Linked DNA regions of Sus scrofa: region 2 is linked to region 1. Evidence: chromatin contacts called from public Hi-C data. All regions are on one chromosome and are shown on one strand. The core of a region is the stretch at or near the end of the contact, and the rest is flanking DNA. Distances in the headings are between cores, read along the strand shown.

Evidence for each region. A called contact is a pair of places that touch in the nucleus more often than the background predicts.
Region 2: a contact with region 1 is called in a Hi-C map of heart right ventricle, with 14 times the contacts expected there. The contact joins two enhancer-like sites. A contact is called at or near these places in 2 of 47 Hi-C or Micro-C datasets (heart right ventricle and psoas muscle) and 2 of 2 datasets of contacts at active chromatin or transcription factors (alveolar macrophages and skeletal muscle).

Annotation. Positions count from the first base shown.
Region 1 is chr7:38,945,877-38,952,802 of Sscrofa11.1, reverse strand. No RefSeq gene overlaps it. Among named protein-coding and RNA genes, the nearest start is that of C7H6orf223, 44 kb to the left of the region's middle. Within about 2 kb of position 4,097, at least 8 of the 83 cell types and tissues checked have an H3K27ac peak or open chromatin away from gene starts, as enhancers often do.
Region 2 is chr7:39,076,772-39,083,697 of Sscrofa11.1, reverse strand. No RefSeq gene overlaps it. Among named protein-coding and RNA genes, the nearest start is that of TMEM63B, 57 kb to the left of the region's middle. Within about 2 kb of position 4,522, at least 37 of the 83 cell types and tissues checked have an H3K27ac peak or open chromatin away from gene starts, as enhancers often do.

The DNA of each region.
Region 1 (6,926 bases), core at 2,848-5,347:
CTCTTCTTCCCTCTCTCCTCTGGTAACCACTAGTTTGTTTTTTCATATATGTGAGTCTGTTTCTTTTTTGTTATATTCACTAGTTTTTTGTATTTTTAAAATTCTCTATATAAGTGACATCATAGCATGTTTGTCTTGCTCTGTCTGACTTATTTCACTTAGTGTAATACCCTCCAAATTCATCCATGTTGTTGCAATTGGCAAAATTTCATTCTTTTTAATGGCCGAGTAGTATTCCATTATGTGTGTATGTGTATAAAACATCTTATTTACTCATTCATCTACTGATGGGCATTTACGTTACATCCATAGCTTGGCACCCGTAAATAATGCTCTACGAAAATTGGGGTTCGTGTATCTTTTCAAATTGAGTTTTCAGGTTTTTTTTGGATATGTATCAAGGAATGGAATTTCTGGGACATGTCGTAGTCTTAGTTTTCTGAGAAACTTCCTTACTGTTTTCCACAGTGGCTGCACCAATTTTCATTCCCTTTGTACTAGGGTTCCCTTTTTCTCCACGTCCTCACCAGCACTTCCTATTTGTGTTCTTTTTCAGGTATGAGGTGATATCTCATTGTGGTTTTAATTTCCATTTCTCTGACGATTAATGATGTTGAGTATCTTTTCATGTGCCTGTTGGCCATCTGAATGTCCTCTTTGGAAAAATGTCTATTCAGGTCTTCCGCCCATTTTTTAACTGGGTGTTTTTTTTTTTTTTTTTTTTATGTTGAACTATATAAGCTGTTTATATATTTTGGATGTTAACCTCTTATTGGTCATAAGATTTGCAAACATTTTCTCCTGTTCAGTAAGATGTCTTTCTTACTATTGTGGAATTCTCTATTTCCCCCTTCTGTTTTTTGTTTAGTGTATTTTGGGGCTCAGTTGGTATGTGTTTATTATATCATTTTGATGCATGTGTTTATTATATGTGCTTATTATGTGTTTATTATATCATTTTGATGCATGTGTTTATTATATGTGCTTATTATGTGTTTATTATATCATTTTGATGAATTGACCCATTCATCATTACAAGTCTCTGTCTTTAGTATGTTTTATTGTCTTAAAATCTATTTTATTTAATATTGATATAGACACTCGACTTATATGATGCTGTTTGCATGCTATATATATTTTCATTCTTTTGCTTGCAACCTATTTGTGTTTATGGATCCAAAATATCTCTTGTAGGAAGTGTTTAAATGAATCTGGTTTTTTTAAAATCTGGTCTGATAATGTTTAGGTCATGCACATTTAATCTAGTTACTGATATGCTTGGATTTCTCTCTGCAATTTTGTTATTTTTTTTCTATATGTTTCACGTCTTCTTTGGTTGTTGTGCTTCTGGTCTTCCTTTATTGTCTTCTTTTGTGGTAAATAAATTTTTCTCCAATGTCCAATTCCTTTGTTGTTGTTTCTTTATTGAATATTTGAATTATTAATCTCAGTTTTTCCAGAGATTATAATAGGTAACTTATCACAATATACATCAGTTTAACACTAATTCAATTCCAGTGAACCATCAAAACTTTGCTCCAATATAACTTAATTCCCTCTCTTACCCTTTATGCTATTATTATCACATATGTTGCATCCATATATGTTATAAATCAATGTGTTATAATTATTGTTTTATATGATCGTATGTCTTTTAAAAAACTTCTGAAAAGAAAGGAGAACAATACATTTATAGAATGTTTTATATTAACCCACATATTTATCATGTCTGGTCCTCTTCATTTTTTTCTGTGGATGGAGGTTATTGTCTGACATCCTTCTCTTTCCAGTATAATTCGATTCCCTCTTTACTTTATGAACCCAACAGTTGTTTTTTAAATCAGTTGAGAGGATAAAAAAGAAATGCATATTTGTAGTGTCTTTGTATTTGCCTATATGATGGCATTTTTTGGTGTTCTTTATTTCTTTTTTTTTTTTTTTTTTTTGGTCTTTTTGCTATTTCTTTGGGCCGCTCCCTCGGCATATGGAGGTTCCCAGGCTAGGGGTCCAATCGGAGCTGTAGCCACCGGCCTACACCACAGCCACAGCAACGCGGGATCTGAGCCGAGTCTGCGACCCTACACCACAGCTCACAGCAACGCCAGATGGTCAAACCACTGAGCAAGGGCAGGGACCAAACCTGCAACCTCATGGTTCCTAGTCGGATTCATTAACCACTGCGCCACGACGGGATCTCCCTTTATTTCTTCATATGGATTCAAGTTACTGTCTGGTGTCATTTCTTTTTACCCTGAAGGACTTCAGGTATTTTTTATAAGGCATGCCTGTTAGCAACAAATTCCCACTCTTTGTCTGGGAGTTTCTTATTTCACCTTCATTTTTGAAGGATACTTTTATTGGACAGACTTCTTCACTGACAGGATTTTTTTTCTTTCAGCACTTTGTCTTTTTTTTTTTTTTTTTGCCTTTTCTAGGGCCACTTCCTGCGGCACATGGAGGTTCCCAGGCTGAGGGTCTAATCGGATCTGTAGCTGCCAGCCTACACCAGAGCCACAGCAACGTGGGATCCGAGCCGCGTCTGCAACCTACACCACAGCTCACAGCAATGCCAGATCCTTAACCCACTGAGCAAGGCCAGGGATCGAACCTGCAACCTCATGGTTCTTAGTCGGATTTGTTAACCCCTGCGCCACGACAGGAACTCCCTCTTTCAGCACTTTGAGTATGCCATCTCCCTCCTTTTGGTCTCTATTCTTTTACTGGCACAAAATCAGCTGTTAATTTTATTGTGGTTCCCTTGTATGATGTATCTTTTTCCTCTTGCTACTTTCAGGATTTTCTCTGCTTCTGTCTTTCAACAGTTTCAGTGTGATGCCTATGGATCTTTTTTTATTACTGCCACTTGAGCTGTGTTTGAATGTGTAAAATAATATTTTTCACCAACTTTGGGAATTTGGGAACCATTATTTCCTCAAATATTTTTCTGCCTTTCTCTCCTCTTCTCCAGAACGCCATTAAGTGCACATTTTATGTTCAGTGATGTTCTGCAGGTATCTGAGCCTCTGTTAATTTTTCTTTATTCTTTGTTTCTTTCTGTTCTTTAGACTGAATAATCTCTGTTGCTCTATTGCCGATTCTTTAATCTCCCAGCTCAAAAGATGCTACTGAAACCCTCTAGTGAATTTTTATTTCAGCTATTTTACTTTTCAACTCCAGAATTTCTTTATGTATATATTTTGTCTCTTTATTGATATTGTGTGTGTGTGTGTATGTGTATATATTGGTCAGAAATTGTGCTTAAATACCTTGATCCATTTAGGATCCAAGGCGTCTGTGTACAGGTTGGGGAACACATTCAAGATTTAGGCAGTTTATGGAGTTCCCATCGTGGCTCAGTGGTTGGTGAATCCGACTAGGAACCATGAGGTTGCAGGTTCAATCCCTGGCCTTCCTCAGTGGGTTAAGGATCTGGCGTTGCCGTGAGCTGTGGTGTAGGTTACAGACGCGGCTCGGATCCCGCGTTGCTATGGCTCTGGCGTAGGCCAGCGGCTACAGCTCCGATTAGACCCGTAGTCTGGGGATGTCCATATGCCGCAGGAGCAGCCCTAGAAATGGCAAAAAGCCAAAAAGAAAAAAAAAAAAAAAAAAGAAGATTTAGGCAGTTTAGGAGTTCCCGTGGTGGCTCAGTGGGTTAAGGATTCAGCGAGGCCGTGAGCTGTGGTGGAGGTTGCAGACGTGGCTCGGATCCCGCGTGGCTGTGGCTGTGGTGTAGGCTGGTAGCTGTTAGCTCTGATTCAACTCCTAGCCTGGGAACCTCCACCTGCCGTGGGTATGGACCTAAAAAAGCAAAAAGAAGAAAAAGAAAAAAATTAGGCAGTTCACCTATCTGTCTCAACTCTTACTCCCTGTGTGTTTAGCCAGGGATGGGCAGATAGCTGAAGCCCCCTCCAGTCTCCTCTTAGGGTTCATGCAACTTCCCACAACCCTAGAGATGCATGGGAGCTTATCTAGGCTCCCTATAGCTTTCTTGTTCCTGGATATCCCTGTGAAATGTTTTGTAGTTCTGCTGATTTGTCACTTGCCCCAACTAGTATGCTACCTCAGGCCAGCTGTGTCATTGGCCTTAACAGACGTAATTAGAAAGAAATAGACTTTAGCTGAGCACATGCTCTGATCATATTTCTTGATAAGGGTGCACAGTGCAATAAATGTGGCAATGGCTGGTCTACTTTTGGGCATCTCTACCTGGTCTGCCCTGGCTGGGGGCTCCGTCTGGATGGTGAGCTCTGGATCGGGCATCCCTTGGGTGGGGTCTAGGGGACACCTGAGAAGAGCTGTTGCAGCAACTGGATTCTCTGGAAGGCATCTCAGGGGCCAGTGGTGGTCATCCAAGGTAGTTGAACTTGACTCCCTAGGACAGCCGGCCATGCAGGGATGCAGGCCTGGCTGCTCTGTCAGCAGGCCTGGGGTGGGGAGCCAGGTGCCCTCCATGCTGGCTTCCAGCCATCAGAAGCCTGCCAGGCACTCAGGAAGGAGATCTAGCAGAGCCAAGAGAACGTTCAATTCTCTCAGGTCAGGGCTGCCAGCAAGGTGGGGGTGGGTCACCCTGGAAGCGACTGGCTCCTGCCCCAGATGCCCAGGCTGGAGAGGGCTGGGACCTGCGGCCTCCTTGGGCCCCCGGGTACTTACTTAGAAGACAAGGAGTCAGAGAACAGTCCCTCCCCCTGGGTACTGCCCCGTCCTTGGGGTGGGCACGTAGAGAGGCCTGTGCCCATGAGCTGAAGGTCAGTATGCAAGCACTGCGGGTGGGAGGGGTGGAGGGAAGAGGGGAAAGCTGGGCTGACAGTCACGTAGGCTGATGTCATTGGTCACTCCACCTCCCCGAAGTATCACTTTCCTCATGGCCAAGCCCACAGCTGAGTTCAGGGGGCAGTCACGTCCCATCCCTGGCTCTTAGGCTGCTCGCTGCACTGACTCTCGGGCTGCTGAGGTCAGGATGCCACTGTGTAGCCTCACTCAGCCCCAAAGGTGGGGAAGGGGAGCCTATGACGTGGTGGGCGTGGCAGGGACAGGTGCCCGGGGTCTAGGAGGGACTGGGCTGCTGAGAAGGTGTCCCGGGGTCCCTCGGGGGTGAAGGTGGGTTTACATCACAGGTGAGCAGCGCCGCAGTTCAGGAACTCTCAGTCTGAATGGGGAGATGCCCCCTGCCTGCAGGCAGCTCCCAGTCTGAGGGCGATGACAGAGCCCTCGCCCTTAGGGAGTTTCCAGTCTGATGGGAGAGATGGTCCCTGTTCTCGGGGAGCCCCTGACTGTGATGGAGGAGACGGTCCCCGCTGACAGAGACAGCAGCCGTGTCTGAGCTAAGCATGGTGGTGGCTGGGATTGGAACCCCCTTCCCTGTTCTCTCCTCTAGTGTAAGGCTCCCAGGTCACCCAGAGCAGCTCCTTTGGAGGATCTGTTGCCCAGACACGGGGAGGACCCGGCAGGTGCCCTGCATGTGACGGGCCACATGCGATAGGGAGGGGCTGCCAGAGCCTAAGTGCAGACAGACAGCGGCGTCCCCGTGTCTGAGCGCGTCCTTGGGGCTGGGTCCAGCAGAGGGAGCTGGCAGCCAGCGGGAGCTAAGCAAGCCAGCCCTGACCCCAGAGATGGCCTTGAGGCGCTCCTGCTGCCCACCCAGGGTGAGGGACTCACCCTACAGCTGAGCCAGAGTGTCGGCAGCTTATGTGGGGGCCCAGGCCTCCTCAGCCCACCCCAGCACCCAGGCCTGCCCTGCAGGGACCCCTCGGCAGAACCCCAAATTCCACACTTCCCCCTGGGCTTGTGGAGTCCATTCCACAATCCCCGGGACAGGTGGAAAGACAGGGGTCAGAGCTCTGGGTGTGAGTTCTGCTCCCTCTTTTACTAGTTCTGTGACTCTGGGCAGGTTCTAGCATCACTCTGGGCCTCAGTTTCTTCATCTGTAAAATGGGCTGCTGTGGAGGGAAAAATGCATGGAACGTGCCTGGCACAGAGTGGCTGCCAGGTAGGCAGCTTCCCTTCTCCTCACTGCATTCCTCTCTGCTTCACACAGGGGCACCTCCTCAAGCTGAGGCCAAAAGGCTGAGGGGAAAGCCAGCCAAGGTCAGGTGGCGCTAACCAGGGTGGGCTTCCTTTAGAGATGAGATGTGAGTTGGGTCTAGGGAGATGCTTGCTCTCAGCCCCTAACACAGACACGCCAAGCTGCCACCAGAATGAAGTGGCACTGAGGGCACAAGGGGCAGGACCCCATCGGCTCTTCCCTTAGCACCATTCCACTCCTGTGCCCCCGGCTGCAGGTCAGCTCTTAGCAGGACTTGCTGGACTCTTGCCACCCCAACGGTGCTGAGGTCTCTTTGGGGCATGTTGCTCTCTGGGTGTCCCCTCCCTTTCTTGCTCAACAGATTTACTGAGTACTCACTATGTGCCAAGCCCTCTTCCAGGCCCAAGAGAGACAGCCATGAGCCAAAGCGACAGAGGCCCTTCGGCTACAGCTCCGATGAGACCCCTAGCCTGGGAACTTCCATATGCCGTGTGTGCGGCCCTAGAAAAGACAAAAAGACAAAAAACAAAACAAAGCAAAACAAAAAGTGACAGAGGCCCTTGACCTCATGGAGCTGGCATTCTAGTGGAGGGCGAAAACCTGGAACAAAAGAAATATCTTAGAAGGTGGTAAGTCCTCTGAAGGAGAATGAAGAGGGAGGACGGATGGGGTATGGGAGTAAGGGGGTGACGCAATAGAGAAAAGGCCACACTGAGAAGGTAATGCTGGAGTAAAGATCTGAAAGAGGGATCCGTGTGCAAAATGAGGGGAAAACATTCTGAGAGTGGGAAAAGCATGTGCAAAGGCCCTGGGGTGCTTGCAGAGCTAGCTTGTTGGAGGAGCAGCAAAGGTGTGGAAGGGATGAGGGAGGGAACAGTGGCAAATGAGGCCAGAGAAGTAGAAG
Region 2 (6,926 bases), core at 3,273-5,772, 130 kb before region 1:
AGTCCAACCCAGTTCAGGATGGACGTGTGGTCAGTGTTCCGGAACATCCTTGCTCACCCCTTCGTGCCTTAGCAATGGAAGAGAGAAGCTTCAGGGACAGCATGTGGGAGTGTGGGCAGACAGGAGGCATGAGCCAGGTCCTGTTGGGGGCAGATTCCCATGACCTGGAAAAGAAGCAGGTTTTTCCTTTAGATCCTGATGCTGAAAGTTTGATGACTACTTTTTTACATTGTCCTAGGACATATAGAACCGGAACATTGTGTCCCAGGCAGTTATCTGATTTCATGTCCTTCAGGTAGTTCTATTCCACTTCCAACAGTTTAAAACATTCCCCCTCCCCCCTTTCCCCCACCCCCAGGGTTGGGAGCACTCCCCCCAACTGCACAGGTTTGGGACAGGAAGGACAGTGGCAGGCAGGGCAGGCATTCAGGTGCCCCCTCCTCAGGGGCTTCATCCTTTGCTACCCCTTCTGGGTTGGAGGCCCTTGTGTCCCTGTGTGGGCAGGTCCTCCTGCAGGGCTAGCACTTGGGGGTCTCCACGAACAGGAACTGCAGAAGATGCATCTGGGGTACAGAAGTAGCCCCCCCTAGGAGGCCCCCTTCCTCAAAGAAGTCTCCAGAGGAGCCCCCTACCCCCTGAGGCTGGCCCAGAGCTGGAGAAGTGTTGTGAAGGCATCTGTCTGCCCTCAGGGTGGCCGCCATGGTGGCTGGCCCGGTGTGGGTGTCTCTGTGTGCCATGACTGGGTGTCTGTTTCTGCAGTCACTGGGTGCTTGTTCTGTGGGGTTAGGGGTGTGGGGGTGGGGGCATGGCCTGTGGCTGGGCAAGTACGTGAGGCTGGGCACGAACAGCCTCACCTACCAGTCCGACTCCTGCCAGGTACAACCAGCTGCTACGGCTGCCCGCCATCCGCCTCCTCCCTTCCCTGGGCATGGCCAGGCCGAGGGGCAAATGACTTGGCGGGCCCCTCCCCTCATTTGGACCCACTGGGGCTGGGCCGGCTCACCTGGGGCACAGGCAGGGCTCCCAGTGGGGTGGTGCTCTGCCAACTCCCCTCCCTTACTCCTCACCAGGGGGCTGGGGGGTGCGGCAAGGGAGGGGGCAGGGGAGAGATAGGGCCTCCTCTCCTTTCCCAGACGGTGGATGGGGAGCACGGGGCCGAGGGGGCTGAAGGAAGGGGGAGTTTCTCTGTTGAGGGCCAGGAAATGATTTCCATGCAAATCAGATGCAAACTCCCTAATGAATTTGCAATTAGGAACCGCGGCTGCCAGGCCCGGGCAGCGTCTGCGGGATTTATGAATGGGCCCGCGTGGGGCGGGGTGTGGGGGGCGGCGCGCCGGCCCGCCCCCACGTTTCCCTGCCGCTGCGCCCGCGACATGCCGCGCCGCACGTTGCTGCCTCCCGGCCCCGCCGCGACCTGGCTGGCGGCCAAGCGGGTCAGCTGCTTCGGGACGGGGCGCGGGAGGCTGCCGGCCAGAGTCCCCCCCCGCGCCGCCGGCCCGAGACACGCCCCCTGGGGCCTCGCGGGGGGTCTACCCTCCGGCGTCCCTTTCCCAGGTCATCCCAATGGTTTCCCGAAGCAAGAGGCAGCCCTGGGAGGGCCCTTAGGATGGGCAGCCCTGGGAGGTCACGGAGCGCAGGAGGGGGATGGGCCCCTAACTTGGCCGGGTGGGTGGGCGGGGATTGGTGGTTGGGACAATGGCTTTGGGAGGCAGGGATGTATGAGGAGAGGAGCGGAGAAGACCCCCCTGCACGTCCCCAGTCCTCACGCCAGCTCCCACCTGCCTCACCTCAACAGGCACGGGCTTTTTTTCCTGCAGGGCCACCCCAGTCTGCTCTGGGCCTTGCTCTGACCCGGCCAAAGAGTGGGTGTCCCAAGGTGGGTGGGTTCACTTAGGTCAGCTCTGGTCTGGAAAGACTCACCCGTTTGAGAGTCTGAGCCCTATTAGGCCATAGGCTCGATCCCCTCCCTTCCCCCATGGCTTTCAGAGTAAATTAACCAATTACCTCTAATTAAAGCACCATGCTTTCTGTTCCCTCCTGGGCCTCCGTGCCCGCCCCCTGGGAGTCCTCTTCACCCTGGCTGGTCTGGAAGGGAGCCTGGCCAATAAGGTGGAAGTCAGTGAATCAATGAGTAGAGCCGAGGGAGGTGGGAAGAGGAAGCCCCAGAGCCATTTACTTCTGGGAGTGGTCTTGGCCTTCAGCCCCCCTGCCTTCCTTAGCGTCTGAGCCCTTGTGGGGCCTCGGAAGGCTGGGAGCAGGGTCCGTGCAGATGCTAAGGCCCCAAGGGCGACTCTCTTAAGCTGGAGACTTGAGGGGCAGGTTCTAGTAGCTTGGTGGCACCTGCTGTTCCCTTATCCAACAGACTGGGAGAGACTCTGGATGCCTGGGGTGGGGGTGGGTTGGGGGGGTCCACCCAGCCTCTCCTCTCTCTAACCCAGCTCCTCCTGCTGCAGCGAGAACCCCTTCATTCTTTTCCTTCCGCCCTGCGTGGCCCTGAGGCCCAGGCCCCAGCGTTAGCATGGCCTGCAACGCCCCGATACCGCCCTGGCACCACCTGGCCCCGCGTGTGAGACGTGATGGGGAGGTTGCCTGGTGGCCAGAGGCCGGGTGATGGGCTGTTGACCTGGGTCTCACCTCTTGGCAAGCTGGCCTTTCCTGAGACAGGGCAGTACTACACCAGGCTGTGACTCAGGCCTGTACCCCACCTCGAGCCCTGCCAAGCTTGAGATCTGTGTATGTGGGGTGGGGGTGGATTTGTCAATTGCAAACTCCTCTGGTGGGTCACCTTGTCTCCCAGTCCTGAGGAAGCCAGGCCATGAATAGAAGGTTCAGGGCTTCCGGCCCCAGCTGTTTCTCCCAGCCCACCACCCCAACAGAGGCTGGCGGTTTGGGACAAGGGACGGCCCCCTGGCAGGGCACAGCAGCTGTCAGAATCCGAGGGAGTGTGAGCCATCGGGGCAGGGGCAGGGACTCCTGGACCCAGGCAGGGCTATCCCTGGGTGTCCTGAGCCCCCATCTTCCAGCTTGGTTGCCTTCCCCTGTCCCTGAAAGCTGGCTCAAAACTCTTCAGCATGTCTCCCTTACTTGGGGCCAGCCCAGCCACCACTCTTCCTTGGCTCCTGGTTTTCATTTGTTTCTCTGAGTTTTTGTCCCCTTTTCCAGATCCATGAGTGCAGCAGCAAATGCAAATACATTTCCATCAGTTCCCAGTGGCCAGCAGAGGGCGCCTCCCAAAAGCCGGAGGTACCGGGGAGGGAGCGAATCCGCTTCCCTGGATCGAGGCACTGTGCAAAACCCAGGCTCATGGGTCCGATTGTGTGAAAGGAAACTGACCCAGGACGCCTTTCTTCCTGGCGATCTAGACTTAACCTGTCAGCAGAGGGCTAGAGATTGGACCACATGTTGAACCCAGGTGGCTGCCTTGGACGTGAACCCAGGTGGCCCCTGGAGGGCAGAGGATGAAGGCGCTGCCCCCTCCCAGCAGCCCAAATGAGGACGGGGCACTGGAGGTCGCCAGCTTTCCTCCCCTGACCCTGAGAGAAGTGTTGGGAGGGGCTGTATAGAATAGCTGGTGTCCCACCCTGTGGGAGGAGCTGCTGTGGACATCTGGGCCACATCTGGATTCCTGGCAGCACCGGGGGGCTGGTCTGTCTGGGATCTTCCAGAGATATATCATCCATCCTTTGGTGGCTTCTAATCACTGCATTCTTGGGGAGCTCTTTACACACAGGTGTATAGGACACAGCCCCGTAAGGCCAGTGAATTCATGCCAGTCCAGGGGGGATCCTCCTAATATTCAGTCCTTTGGACATAGAGCAGCCTGTTCTTCGGGGCCATCAGACCTTTCTGCCGCCCTCTTCGAGTGCGTGTATGAGACGCTGGGCTTACCCCTGTGGAAACCCTGGGAAATAGACTCCAGCGTCCATCCTGTCCATCTCCCTTCCTCCGGGAGGGTGGTAAGAGAGAGGAGGATGAGGCTACAGTACCTCTTAGGGACCCCACCCCATGAAAGGCGGAATGGAGAAGCACTGGCTGTGGGTCATCTCACTCACACAAAAGCCTGGGAATGGTACTGGAAGGGGAAGAGGGGAGCGGGGACAGCAGGAGTGGTTCTTTCTTGGGTTTGGGTTTTGGGTTTTGGGGGAAAGGACAACACGGAGAAAAACCCTCTTGGTCGGCTAGGTTCCGAGACGTCCAGGGAGGGAACAGGGGGCTGGCCGGAATGGCCTTGAAGTAGGGAGCGACGGCGAGGGGGGGAGGGGGAGAGCGTGGCGCCCACCCAGGGTCCCCTCGCAGCCCCTCTCCCCCAGCCCTCGGCGTCCCGTCCCGCCACGGCCCCTCCTCCAGACCTGGGCGCCGCCTCCCCCTCCCCTCCTCCTCCCCCTCCCACCCGGCGCTGCAGCTGCTGCCGACGGACCATTCTGCACGTAGCGAATGGAGGAGACGCACAAGGGAGGCCTCAAGTGCGCGCGCGCGGGAGCCGGAGCCGCACGGGCGGGGGAGCGGCTGCGGGTGCGCGTGCGCGTGCGGCGCCGGCCCGGAGCGCGCGCGCCGGTCCCTGGAGCGCGCGGCTCCTCTGCGCGCGGTGGATGGGGATGCTCGGTGGTGGGGTACCCTCCGCTCCGGGTCATCCTCTGCATTCTGTCCGCCTTCCAGCAAACCCTACCTCTCCCCAGGCCCCTTTTCATCATCCACTCCAACGGCACGGACCTTCGCGCGCAGTAGGCGCTTCACGGTAGCTGGGTGCTGAAATGAATTGATTCTCTAGCCCTCTTCATCCCCTGGGTCATTGTTTGACAGTTGGCTGGGTCCTGGGCTGGGGGTCACAGACGGCTGAAAACTCTGGTCCCTTGGGGACTAGATTCACAACTCTATAGTTCCACCTTTGCCCCAGGAGCTCTCAGCTGTACCAGAATCCAGGGCAGGCCATACGAGGCCTCTAGAGGCCCTTGACAGATGGCTGTCAAGGACAAACAAATGAGTTCTTTGACCTCTATCCCTGTCACCTCTTCCCTCTGTATGTCACCTGTACAACTCCCACTCCCTGCGGCATCCAGGAGAGGACTGGGCTCTGCCCACACTGCTGGCAAAGGTGTGGTATGGTGAACACAGTCTGTGGGGAGAGGACATGCCAGCCTGTGACAGGCAGTGCTCATCTTGGAAGTGATCTCCTAATTCCCCAGGCACCCTCCCCACTTTCTGAGCTCCTGACCCTGGAAGCTGGTAAATGGGTGGCCTGGAGGCTGCCCCTTCCTTCCCTAGTTGGCATAGGCTGGCACCTCACTCCACCCTCCCTGCCCCTCAGAGGCATGGGATGAGGCCTCTCTGTGCTGCTCCGGCCTTGGGCAAGGCAGGTGCAGGCCCTTGCAAAGGTTGTTTTTTTTTTTTTTTTTAGGGCCGCACCCATGGCATATGGAAGTTCCCAGGCTGGAGGTGGAATCAGAATTGCAGCTGCTGGCACAGCCACAGCCACAGCAATGCCAGATCCAAGGCACATTTGTGACCTATGCCACAGCTTGCGGCAACGCCAGATCCTTAACCCACTGAGCGAGGTCAGGGATGAAACCCACATCTTCATGGATACTAGTCAGGTTCTTAACCTGATGAGCCACAATGGGAACTCCTCAAATGGGGGGTTTGAATAGGACTGGCCACCTGTTGGACCTCCTGTTAGAGGGGATGAGTTGAAGGGGACTGGCTGGTGGCATGTGGGGTGAAGGTGGCTGAGGGTTTTTTCTCACATGTTAACTTGACCTTGCTCAAATTTTCTCATTGAGCCTCAGTTTCCCGTCTAAGGGGAGCACAGCTTTCACCTAGTGGAGCTGTTGAGGATTAATGTGGAGTCTGCATATAACATGCTTCACGTGTTGGAGGCAGGTGCTTTGTAAGAGCTAAATCTTTTTTTTTTTTTTAAATTATTGTGTGTGGACTGTCTGGAAGGCTGGGGACATTTCCTTCAGCTATGTTTCCAGAGAGAGTGAATACATATTCCAGATCTCCTTGGAATTTGGAGGTGGGTTTTGCGAAAACTACAGAGAAACCAGTAATATGTCATACTTCTGTCATCTTCTAAGAATGAACCATTTCATGCTAGTTTTCCAGACATTCATATCTGAGACCTTAAAAAGAGATATTTGGGATGGAAATCACTAGTGGATATTACACACTTTCCTGCCTTCTTAATCAGAGGTTATAGAACATGTGAGTTCTTATGACTCAGAGCTGTGGTTGCAAGTGTCCATCATGATCCCTGGTTGTAATACAGAGAAAATCCCAAGTCTTGTTTCACCCTACACTAAAGGCTTATTCTATGATGGCTATATTTTCGTAGTTCTTATATCTATTTTTTTTTTTTGTCTTTTTGCTATTTTTTGGGCCGCTCCAGCGGCATATGGAGGTTCCCAGGCTAGGGGTCCAATCGGAGCTGTAGCCACTGGCCTACGCCAGAGGCACAGCAATGCAGGATCCGAGCCGCGTCTGCAACCTACACCACAGCTTACGGCAACGCCGGATCCTTAACCCACTGAGCAAGGCAGGGACCGAACCCGCAACTCATGGTTCCTAGTCGGATTCGTTAACCACTGCACCATGATGGGAACTCCATCTACTTTTTTTTTAATTGGTATTTTTTTTTCTTTTTTTTTCTTAGGCCCACACCTGTGGCATATGGAGGTTCCTAGGCTAGGGGTCCAATCAGACCTGTAGCCGCTGGCCTACACCACAGCCATAGCAACACGGGATCCGAGCCGTGTCAGTGACCTACACCACAGCTCATGGCAACGCCAAATCCTCAACCCACTGAGCGAGGCCAGGGATCGAACTCGCATCCTCAGGGTGCTAGATGGGTTCGTTAACCACTGAGCCATGACGGGAACTCCTTGCATCTACTTTTTTTTTTTTTTGTCTTTTTGCCATTTCTTGGGCCG